2 separate regions of the Mus musculus genome follow, and region 2 is linked to region 1. Evidence: chromatin contacts called from public Hi-C data. All regions are on one chromosome and are shown on one strand. Each heading gives the region's core, a stretch centred on a gene start, on an enhancer-like site or on the middle of the called end of the contact. The rest is flanking DNA. Distances are from core to core; before and after follow the strand shown.

Region 1 (6,014 bases), core at 1,323-3,822:
TATTTTCACCTGTTATTGTTTGTGATGCATTGTTTATGAATAAATACATTCCTATCCAGTGCAAATTAAACCTGAAAAGATGCATCAAGTTAGAAGTGATGTGTAAGGAGAATATTTCACCGTTCTCTCCCTCCTTTCCTTAAGTGAAAGGACATGGAATGGCATTGCGAGCAGAAACAAAAACCAAAAGCAATTTCAAGCCTCCATAAGTGTTATCTTTATGGCTTAATTTCTGGTTCTTAATGTAACTTAAATGTGGAGTTTAAGGAGAAACTAATGTACTGGAGAAAATCTTTCAAAACATGCCAGCAGGTTTCAATGTGAATAAATGTGCTTTCTGCATTATTATTTGTCATGTTTCCTCAGAAAATTATCAGTGCAACTTCAATTTAAGCATGGACTTTCTCTGACACTGGCAACATTAACTTATTTATTAAGTACATTATCTGTAAAATGGCATTCAGCAAAAGTCCCAGTAGACAGTCATACTCTGAGTGGATAAACCCTTCTGATTTATGCATCACTATGGACTGGCTAAGAAACTGTGTTCTACTCTCCTATCCTGACAAACGTAAGAGCACAAGAGATCCCAAGTCCCCACACACTGTGGTTCCTCTCTCAAACCCCAGCAAATAGAGATGGAGAAATAGGTCAGATATTAAGAACACTCACTGCTCTTGTGAGTTTGGTTCCTAGCACCCCTGTGAGGAGGCTCACTATCATCTGTAACTCCAACTTCAGGGGGCTGGGGCTCTTCTGGTCTCTCAGGGCATCCCTCAAACATGACACCCCTACACACACACACACACACACACACACACACACACACACACACACACACACACGTAAGTAAAGAGAAGGTACATCTTGAGATGAACCGCAGGGGGCCCACGTTGTTGGTAATGGTGTTAGGAGCTTGCACTTTGGTGGTAAGAATGTTAGCCGCCCCTTCTTAGTGCAGCAACTGTACGAGCTCCCTGACAGATCAAGCAGCGTTTGCACATGACTCAGAAGTTCTACTTGTTTATGAAAGTTCCTGAAAATGGGATTTTTTAAAAAAATAAAACATACATTTAAAACCGTATTGTAAACAGAGTAAGTCTCAGTAGTCCAAGGTGGAAATGACCCCAGATTTTTTTCAAGAGTACGTGGACAAAAACCAAAAACACACACAAAACAAAACAAAAACCCAAAAAACAATGCAGAGATGTGGGAAACGGAATATTACTCAGCAAAGAACAACTTGTATGAACCTTGAGGAGCCCCAGCTTTGCTGAGCCAGTAAGACAGAGAAGACAGAAGAAAGGCGGTGTGATGTCACTCATATAAAGTGCTTAGCAAGGTCTAGGTTATTAACAGAGATGGGGTTTCCAGGGGGATGGGGAGGGCTGTGAGCATTCTCTTTAGAGGGTAGCTTCAATTTGGGGATTTGAACGCTCTCCTAGGGGGTCTGAGGTGGCAGTGATACACAGGGTCAGTGTGCATCATACGGACAAAACACAGCAAATGTATTTGTATGTATCTTGACACACACACAAAATCAGGAATGTGGATGTTCTTGTAGTGCCATGTAAGAATATCCTGTGCTAATGATCACGGCCATTATAGGACAGAGGTTCTGACAGAAGCAACTTAAGGGAGAATAATTTACAGTGACTTATAGTGTCAGTGTTTAGGGCAAGCCTGCTTCCTAACATGTGTGGACAGAGCAACAGAACAGGGGAGAAACTGAGGCAGAGAGGCTTCTACATACAACATGAACAGGAAGCAGGGGAGGAGGGAAGGTACTGGGAGAGGCCTGGGCAAGAGGCATCTCCCCACCCCCTGGAGGTGTGTCCACACACTGTGTGCCTCCCCCTGCCCTTCACCACTTCCCAGTAATGCTGTCATCTTTCCACCTGTCCAGGAGGTGGATTTATTAGTCCCCCAGCCAGTCAAGCCAAGGACCAAGATTTCGATCCCACGTACAGTTCCACATGGGTCCTTCCCCTCTTGTCCTCTGATTCCTTCTGTAGAGGACGGGAGGGTCAGGGCAGATGGCCTCACACCTTACTGACTGACTGGGACTGTCTTGAGAGGGCCTGGATCTGACAGTGCTGCAGCCTCATTAGCCCACTCCTCCCGGCAAGGACAGAGAAGTCCGAGTGTGGCCATCACACACAGAACTGCTGACAGTGTTTCACCTCAGGCCCCAGGGTGTGCTAATAAACACTGGACATTGTTCTATGCGCAGCAGAATACTGCTTGCTCTTCTTGCCGGCTGGGAGGTCAGTTCTGCAGTTGCCGCTTCTGGGACCAAGTTGGGAGGGATCAAAGACCGCGAGACTTGACACCTTCCACTTAGCACAATGCTTCTGGCGCCTCTGCGTGTTTGGTGAGCCTCGTTAGGGCTGAGTCATTGATTCCCTTCCTTGACAAATCACAATCTACCACATTTGTTTATCCATTTAGCTACTTGATGGACGCTTGGATTTTTATTTCCTATTTTTGGGCTGTTATGATTAATCCTGCCATGAACATTCCAGGACCAGTCTTTGTGTGTTTTTATTACTCTGGGCTACCCCCGTTTCTAAGATTGGATTTGCTTAGTCATATGGGCATGAGTCAAATAAGCTTAGGCTTACTTTAAAAGTGCCATTTCTTCACAGTGGCTGAATGCTTTGGCATTCCCAGGAGAGTGTCTGAGGACTGCAGTAATTCTGTATCTTCATCTGTACTTAGTATTCTTTAAAATTTTTAAGAATATTGTTGTATGTCTTTAAGAATACCTATTTCATGTATGTATGTGTGGTACATTTGTGCAGTACACTCAGGGCCAGAAGACAGTGTCTAATATGCCAGAACTGGAGTTACGAGTACTTGGGAGTTGCCATGTGGGTGCTAGGAGCTGACCAAGGGTCATCTGGAGGAACCGCAAGTGCTCTTAATAGCCATCTCTTCAGCTCCTTGGCTAGGATAATTATTCTAGTAAGGTAGACTGAGTGGGGTTGCTGCTTGGAAGTGTGTCCTTGATTTTCCTGTGTGTCTTTCTGGTCACTTAATGGTCACTTCCCTGTATTCTACAGAAAATTGTGCACTGAGATCTTTTCATTTTTAGGAAATGTGATTGTTACTTTGTTGAGTTAAAAGGGTGCTTTATACATTTGTTTTAACCAGTAAAATTTGTGAGGTAAATGGTATGAGTCTAGTTTCATGGGAAAGTGTAGCTATTATTGAAAAATCAGAGGGCCGGGCGTGGTGGTGCACGCCTTTAATCCCAGCACTCGGGAGGCAGAGGCAGGCCGATTTCTGAGTTCGAGGCCAGCCTGGTCTACAGAGTGAGTTCCAGGACAGCCAGGGCTATACAGAGAAACCCTGTCTCGAAAACAAAACAAAAAAAAAACCGATGGCCTAGTCGGCCATCACTGGAAAGAGAGGCCCATTGGACACGCAAACTTTATATGCCTCAGTACAGGGGAACGCCAGGGCCAAAAAGGGGGAGTGGGTGGGTAGGGGAGTGGGGGTGGGTGGGTATGGGGAACTTTTGGTATAGCATTGGAAATGTAAATGAGCTAAATACCTAATAAAAAATGGAAAAAAATCATAGTGTGATAATAAAAAAATAATCAGGCTTTCCTTTGAGTCCTTATCATATGATGTAATAGGCACAGGAGACACCAGAGCCTCTATGGGCACTGCTCTGAACAGTCCCTGATGGACCCCAGACCTTTCAAACTGTGGCACAATTCCTAAATTAAATGATGGACAGGGAAGAAATGCATTAACCTGAAATGGCAAATAAACTCAAGGCTTTTTAGGAGACGTTTCCACATGAAGGAGGGATGTAGTCATTGTGGGAATGGCGGTGTCAGCTGGGGATGTCAGGGCACAGATTTAACATCAAGCCATGCAAGGGGCTGATGAGGAGAGACGAGCAGACAGGAGCCGGGAGTGTGAGGAGGACAAGCCACAGGATGAAAGGGATGCTACAAGGTCCAGAGTCAGACCTTCCTTCCGGACAAAACAGGTGAGCCCCTCCCTGTGCAGCATGTCTGATGGGAGAAGCTGCCTCTCGTGATTCAGGAAAGAAAAGCGGTCATCATGATTCACCTCTTCTAAGGACTTTCACTCCTGGATGGTGTGTCTTGGAAAAGCTGAGATACAGGAGGGATGATATTTGGCTATAGAGCGGCTTTATATTGAGAAGCTCTTAGGAATCTGGATGTTGTGGCGCTGAAGAGACTGGCAAATAGATCGTATGGTGAAGCCATACCCCTAACAGAAGAAAACAATGACACTCTGCATTCGTGAGTATTATGTACACAAATTGGCCTCATAAAATGTTAGCAGTACACGTCCAACTGTTATTATTCTATTCAGTTTTATGGGCTGACAGAGTTGGACGGCGTATGGGGTCACCCACGGAGGGTGGACCGGTGTGTGGGTGTTGCAAATGGCATCGTGCGCGGACTTCAAGATGCCTCTGAACTCCTCGAGCCATCGGACGGACCTGTCCTGAGAAAGGCTGCCTCTCTGCTTCTGTCCCACTGCAGGCAAGGGAGCTTCCTCACAAGCTCACTTCAGGCGCACTGCCCCTTTAAAGGCTGCTCGCCCCGTTTTATTACACACCAATAAATCTCAAAACAGCTAGGAGAAAACTCGTTTTGACTTTTATAATTGAAGCAGTTCCTTAAGGAACTAGATAAACTTTTCTAAGAGTCACACTAGGAAATGCCACCTGATCTGCTCCCTGCCCCTCCCTCCCCGCTGATGCTCTGGCTCCACGAGCCACCTTCACGTTCTGCACATAAGCCATTACAATATGTTCCAACATCTGCCTCCCCGTATGATGCATGACCTCTCCAGCTGACCCTTTTTATGCCGCTCCAGAATTTCTGTTCATTACTGATTGAGGACAAGAGCCCCTCTTCCACCCCTCAGGTCACAGACCAGTAAATACATCTCCATTTGGCAAGAGAGTAACGCTGCTGGCCAGGGGCTCTTCAGATCTCTATACATCATGGGCACCGTACTTCATCTTTAATTAGTTTAATTTTGTGGGTGATGCCGCTGAATTCCTCTCAAAGTAACAGAAAAAAAAAAGGAATGAAGGCAGGCAGGCAGGCAGGAAGGAAGGAAAAGAGGAAAAAAGAAGGGAAGGAGGGAGGGAAGGAGGGAGGGAAGGAGGGAGGGAAGGAGGGAGGGAGGGAGGGAAGGAGGGAGGGAAGGAGGGAAGGAAGGAGGGAGAGGAGGAGAGAGGCAGGCAGGCAGGCAGGCTTACTCCCTGAGAAAAAACAATCTTTGGTTCTCCAATACTCGTGATTTGCTATGGGAAAGGTGAGGGTCACCAGACAGACTTGCAGAAGCAAATGCTTCCACTTGGCCATGGTCATGGCAATCGCCCATTTTATGCCAGCAGACAGTGGGGGGCTGGGGGGGCAGCAGACAGCAAATGATCAAACATCACATTCCAAGTGAGTGAAAGGAAAATATCAGGGCCTCTTTATAGCAAACCAAACTATATGCTATTTATATTACTTTATATTACTTATATTACCCCATCTAATATAAGAATATTCTCTTCTGGAGTGGGGTCTGGCTGCATGCTGGAGCACACATGCGGGATGGGAAGTCTGAGAACAATGGCTCAGACTTCTAAGAACTGTTGCTACTTCTGGAATCTCTGTAAGGATGCCATAGGTCTGCTATGAGGGATGAAGGCTCCCAGCACTTCAACACCTCCACAAATGTTAGACGACATGACATGCCAGAATTCAAGTTATCCTGACATTTGATTTCCATTTCGTGACATAATGAACTCATCCAATTGGGAGCAAAGCTCCTCTGAGAAAACTCTAATATGGTACATATTGTTGTCTGTTTCCTTAATTTTAAGCTGTAATTATGAGTATATACGTGTTCCTCTGTGTGAAAATGTGCCAGTGGATTCATGGATTAATTAATTCATGGATTTCGGTGCCCATGGAGACCAGAAGATTTCGATTCCCTGGAGCGGGAGTTACACATGACTGTGA
Region 2 (6,014 bases), core at 1,116-3,615, 160 kb after region 1:
TTCCTTGAAAATACCAAAAATGTTGAAGTATGGACATGTAATGATTATAGGCATTGGGATTAAGATATTTTTTGAATCTATAAAAGAAAAAAAGCAAAGCTCTCTAATATCAATAGTGCTTCAGTAGAGGATGTTGTGAATCTAAAATCTTATTCATCCTAAATCTATTGCTATAAAATATCACCAAGAGTCACTTTAAACATGACACAAATGGGGAACTGGTATTGTAAAACAACATGCTATTGTTATTTCATTAAGCAGGGTGCAGTCAAGAACCTGTGTCCCCTGAATCCTTGGCCCAGCTGCACTATGGAGTTGTATTGAAAAACTTGTCAAAGCCTTTATTCTGCATATTCATGGCTAAAGGAGAGCTACGTGTTTGCTTTGACGCACCATTTGCAAATATGATGAATGCACTCATCTGAAATAAAGCTATATCAATTTAATTATCATCATAATCATATTCCTCAGAAGGAATTTCCATTGCTAACTTGGGAATTGAAGGTTCTTATTAACAGCACGCAACACTGAGACACATGGCTCTATTGTAGAAATAACCCAGAGTGCCTGCTGTCATACAATCTATCAATAATACTTCCTATTTGCATAGCTATGTGTTAAAGTCTAGAAGCATTGTGGAAGCTTCTAGCAAAGCTGAGTTATGAATCCATGACATTGTAACAAGAGGTTCCATGCTGGTGTCTATTACAGCTTAACTTGGAGGGTTAGGGGAGGTTTGGAGAAATGAGAAGGTGATTTTTGTGGACCTGTGTCAGCAGGTTGGACTGAGAGTCGGGAATAGAGGCTACTCCATTGCTTGTCTGTCATTTGCATCTGGGATTCCTGTAGCCGGGACAAGAGGCAGGACAAGCACTCGGGTAAAACGATGTTAGAGAAAAGGATAGAAAAACAGTAAGGACATAAAGAGCTGGAGTTAGAAGAAGGCATAAAAGGCAGCCATAATAAAACCCAGAAATACAGAAGAGACAGAATTGAAATAAAATGCCATGATCCACGCCACCATATGGCACTTCTAACTGAGGGTCCACCATGCTTTCTGGGGATTTATACCACCAAGATCTAGTGCCTAAGCTGCTTCTGGTTATATCAAGTGAATCAGGTGACACTAAGTTAGCTCTAGGTGTGACAAGAGCTTGGTGGCACACAAGCCTGAGTGGGAACTGTCTTCCGGGTCCTCATTAATGGAAGGAACATTGGAGTTGATTCAGCGAACCGCATTCTCATAATAGCTGTTTTCACGAATTTTTTCTTTTTAAACTCCTCAATGCAGACTAATGATACCATGCTAGAACACTGTTTAATAGAAGCGATTGTGTCTCTGCCTAAGAATGGGGCATGATGAAATCCTGCCTCTGTCCACAGAGGAAGCTGAGGAACGCTTCAGTACGCCTAGAGCTCTGGTAACCAGATATGAATATTCTATTTTCTGCTGAGCTTTTGCCAAGACTGGCACAGCAGATCTTGATTCGCATTGACAAGAACTTAGAAAGTGTAGATTATATGTTTCAGATCAGCTTAAGCAAATAATTCTACATTATGAGTCAAAACAATTTAATAAGTATTAATTGGATTAAAACTGTGGCAGGTACTACTCAATCGGAATAGAGGAAGAAACTATGTTTAAAGCGTAACACTATATTAAATATTGGTGGTGTGTTACAGCTAAAGAAGCCTATAAATATAAAAAAGTCTAGAAATATTATATATATATATATATATATATGCGTGTATATGTATAATTATTTATAAACTATATATAAAGTCGATCTGTGGCTCTTTTATTCACATGGAAACAATACCACATTCAAGTGAAAAAGAGTCTCCCCCAACCTTCAATAGAAGCCACAAATCTATACTACGCACTGGCAGAAACAATAAAGCAACTCAGGCAAGAAATCCAGGTTTCAGGTAAGGCAGTTAATGTATTTAACAGAGGAGGAGAGGAGAAGGAGGGGAGACAGGGAACAGGCAGATGCGAAGGGGAAGCAGGGAGAGAGGACTCAGATTTAATATTTGAAGAGTAAGCAAAGACACTTACTTCCTGCAATCTTGAAGGAGCACGTGGGGCTCCCCACTACTCCATCTAGAACTGGCCTTCACGGGGACAGAATGGAAACTATCCTTTCTAGTCAATGACACTCGAAGGAAGGGCCCCATCCCCCTTGGGTTTTAGTCTGTCGATTTCCAGCCTGCTCTTAAAGGAGAACTCGGTATTTCTTAAATTAAAACATCATGGGCATAGATCAGGAGCAATGACTCATGGGTTAAACACCAATGTGAGACGGTTTGAAGCTGTTCCTTGGCCACATGCTATCAATCAGGAGCTGCCCAGAATATATGAGTGAGTCACTACGAGTCTCACTACTACCGGGAAAGCTTCCAGCTAGCACACGTGAGCCATGGGCTCGCTTTCCCTAGCATTTATCTGGAAGGGATGTGGCAGATGTATTTCAAACAGACTTCTTAAGTCTTAACTTCAAAAATATATTTTTCTAACTGTAGGCAAGTTTTATGTCTGTGGCACATGTGACAGTCAGCTCGTCTCTAAGGTTGGCTTTACAGTGGGTGCTAATATTTGACTTCAGTCTTTCAGGAGGCTTTATCTTCTTTTATTACACATAATGTATTCTTAAAGCTTGCCCTATTTTATCAATAGCAATTACTGTCAATCTCTCTGTGTTCCTATTTCATAAGCTTTATCATAACTGTGTAGAAAAACGAAAACAGATAGTATCCATATGGATCAGCTCTGAGTGTGCTTTCAGGAACCCGCTTGGGCTTGGAACCGATCCCTTACAGACAAGAAGGACTCATATAGTTTAGCGTTTCTGACTAACCTGTCTCAAATACTGAGTTTCGAGGCAGAAGCAGCTTTTAAATGCTCACGTGTAAACCAGCCCATTTCTTAGCAGCACTTGGGAAAATATTAACTCAGTCCCCAGCCACTCGTCTTCTAATGTGCTAAGGTAACAAGCGTCTCTTCCACTCCTGGAAGGCGAGCAAACAGCTTTTAAGAGACCTAGAAGCCACGAGCACCTTTACCAATATGCCCAGTTTCATTCTGAGGTCTACAAGGAGCATACACAGGGAGGTGGTAGAAGCAGAAGCCCAATTTTGCCGTCTGGATGCAGGTAACTGAATCCAGTCTGGTTTTGGATGCCAGGGTGCGTGTGTAAGGATGAGAATAGGTACTCAACCCAAACAAGGAAATCGGAAGCTGGCCATAGGATTAAAGGACACCCAAACCAGGCCACAGCAAACCACACTTCCCCTTGATGAAGCTCATCTCAAGGAGTTGTTCTTGGCGGTATCTGTCACAGGATGCTTCCGCTAAGTATTCTGAAGAGAGCGAAGGGCAAAGCAAACCAATAACTCCTTTACATCTGTGCCTAAAGAGCATCAGCACAGACAACGTGCACCTAGCAATCTGGGCTCTGTGCGAAGATCGCTACAGTAATAACGGGAAAATGGCAAAGCGAACGTGGGAGCTGCAGCAGTCGCTGCCGTTTCCTCCTTTATGCGTTCTCCTTAATTGCCAGAAGATATTATTTTTCACCACTTAAATAATTTTCCCCGTGTTTATGTGAATTTTATTGTGTCACAATCACTTCTTAAGTGTCATGATTTTGCAAAATACACATTAGCATATATTACAATACTGGGAGATTTTGAGAAAGGCATTGTTAGAAGAAAATATCCCAACACCAAGCACATCGTGCATTGAGGCGGTAACTCATCAGGAATTTTATGAAACTCAACTGTAGGTTTTTGCTTTAAATATCTTTCCTGGCTCTTCTTATAGTTCGTAGGCAGCCGTAGCTCATCTCAGATTCAGTCTTGTCACAAACATATGTACCCTTCTCTGAGCTATTCTCTTTATAACCCTACATTTACCACAGGAGGGACTTAGCTCTCAACTCTCCCCATTATCATGACTATGTCAATTGATCCTGAATCCTTCTACTGGTGGCATCCAGATGTGTGTTCCCAAGTTTTTTAAGTATCTCTGGTCATTTTCTAGTCATAAATCAACAGATCCGATCTTCAGATCTCCAATCGACCTACCAGTAACCCAGATATACTAACAACACAGAGGCACAAGTACTTATCACCAAGGGTGGGGGATTAGACCCACACAAGCCAGAGACCCTTAATGGGGCCCAACTATGTGTATGGAGTGATGAATTGTATGCATCAGTTCTGTGCTTTCCAACACAGCCTGTTCAAGTAAGCATGCTTGAAATAGCACTTGTTTTTGCTGGAGAGAGAGCCATACGTTTCAGAGCACTCTGCCTGCAGTAAGAGCGATTCTGAACACTTTTACCACCACTATGCATGGTGTGAAGTTCAGGGTCGCCTGTTTACCTACAACTTGGCTCTTTGAGTGCATGTTGAATAATAAAGTTTGGACCAATCTTGTTACAGATTCAGCCTATTAAAAACTACAACAGCAAGCCTATCAGGTCTTGTGAATTGTGGCCACAACTTAGAATTCTTTATATATGTACGGAACCTAGAGTCAGGAACTAACTTCTAAACGGTGACTGAGGTGGCACCTTGTATTTAGTGGATATTAGTATATTATCAGAGACAATAACGCTCCCAGAAAGGACGAATGGCAAACCCAAAAAGTAGTACCTTTTTCTAATAAGATTCTTGTCAAAGGGGAGAGAGGGTTGTCAGAGAAAATTAACAGATGACAGAGTAAAACTATCAGGATAAAATGGTCTTATACTTATTCCCTAATCAGATAAATTTAAAATGTATGTCTAACTTTGGATCTGTGTGTGGAACAATATTAAAGTATCTGTTCTAGGAACACAGACATAGATTCATGTACTGTCTAGTGAAAAATCTTAGTGAATTCAAACTATCACTCACAAAACAGAGTGTGCCAGTGTGTTGCAAGGAAGGTAATCAGAACTGGTTTTTGGAAGAGAACAAGAACTTTTTGTCTTTTTCGTGTCAGTAGCAGTCTCTGTCACATATGATCCTTAGGTGAGCGATTCTCTTTATAACCCACATGAGGGACTTAACTCCCCTACGCTCGCCATGATCAACACTGTAGATTGATGCTTTTGGCTAGATATACCAGGAACGCCTCACAGAACTTGGGTGCACTTTGCTGCACATGAGGAATGTTAGGGTCCAGATGCAGCGATTCAGTGCTATGCCGGGTCCCACAGGGACACCCACCTGCTCTGTGGATGCCTCCCCTCCACTCATGCTCTCTTTCATCTTGCAGGCTGTCAGACCTTGCTCCCACATTCCCTCTTGAGAAATGGTTCCCAGAAGGTCCTGAGCACCCACATGAAGGTGACTCGCCTCTGCTTCCCTTTCTCACCAAGCTGTTGTCTTAAGATGAACCTGGCAAATGTGTGTGAAAACTCTGAAGACTCCAGAACCTCAAATCCAAGACAAAACCACGCAAATAAAGCCGAGGAAGAGCCCGAAGCTTTTCCCATGTACAAATTTTGCTTGCACAGAACATCCATTAAACTTAGGATCATCTCTTATTTGTCTCTCAATTTTAAGTAGACACATATATATATGCTAACTTTTCAATGCTACTAAGCGTGGATTTTGTGAGTGTGTGTGTTTCTCTCTGTGTGTATGTTCTATGTGTCTGTGTATGGATATATTTGTATGTTTTGGAGACAGTACCACACGTAGGCAAGGCTAGCCATGGACACCCTATGTAGTCAAGAATGGTCTTCAGCTTGTGGTTATTCTGCATTTTCCCCCAGAGAGCTAGGGTGCATGTCCCTCTGCCTGGGTTTAAGAGGTGCTAGGAACCAAAGCCTAGTATGTGTGCATCTAGGCAAGCATGCTAACAACCGAGCTATAGTCTCACCTCTGTCTCCAAGAAGTCTTAATAAAATATATCTGAATCCTGAATGGCTCCAAGATTTAAAGTTTTAAAAAAGGTACTTACCCTGTGATACACTTTTTTGGTTGTCATTCATGAGGTACTAAAATTGTGAAATATTAAT

What was found. A called contact is a pair of places that touch in the nucleus more often than the background predicts.
Region 2: a Hi-C map of the 3T3-L1 cell line shows a contact between it and region 1, with 4 times the contacts expected there. The contact joins two enhancer-like sites. A contact is called at or near these places in 1 of 39 promoter capture datasets (the 3T3-L1 cell line) and 1 of 484 Hi-C or Micro-C datasets (the 3T3-L1 cell line).

The regions. Positions count from the first base shown.
Region 1 is chr6:143,913,994-143,920,007 of GRCm38.p6, forward strand. The region is part of intron 8 of Sox5 (SRY (sex determining region Y)-box 5); the gene reads right to left. Among named protein-coding and RNA genes, the nearest start is that of Gm52484, 23 kb to the left of the region's middle. Within about 2 kb of position 2,573, at least 41 of the 459 cell types and tissues checked have an H3K27ac peak or open chromatin away from gene starts, as enhancers often do.
Region 2 is chr6:144,072,741-144,078,754 of GRCm38.p6, forward strand. All of the region lies in intron 3 of Sox5 (SRY (sex determining region Y)-box 5), which reads right to left. Among named protein-coding and RNA genes, the nearest start is that of Gm52485, 90 kb to the left of the region's middle. Within about 2 kb of position 2,366, at least 86 of the 459 cell types and tissues checked have an H3K27ac peak or open chromatin away from gene starts, as enhancers often do.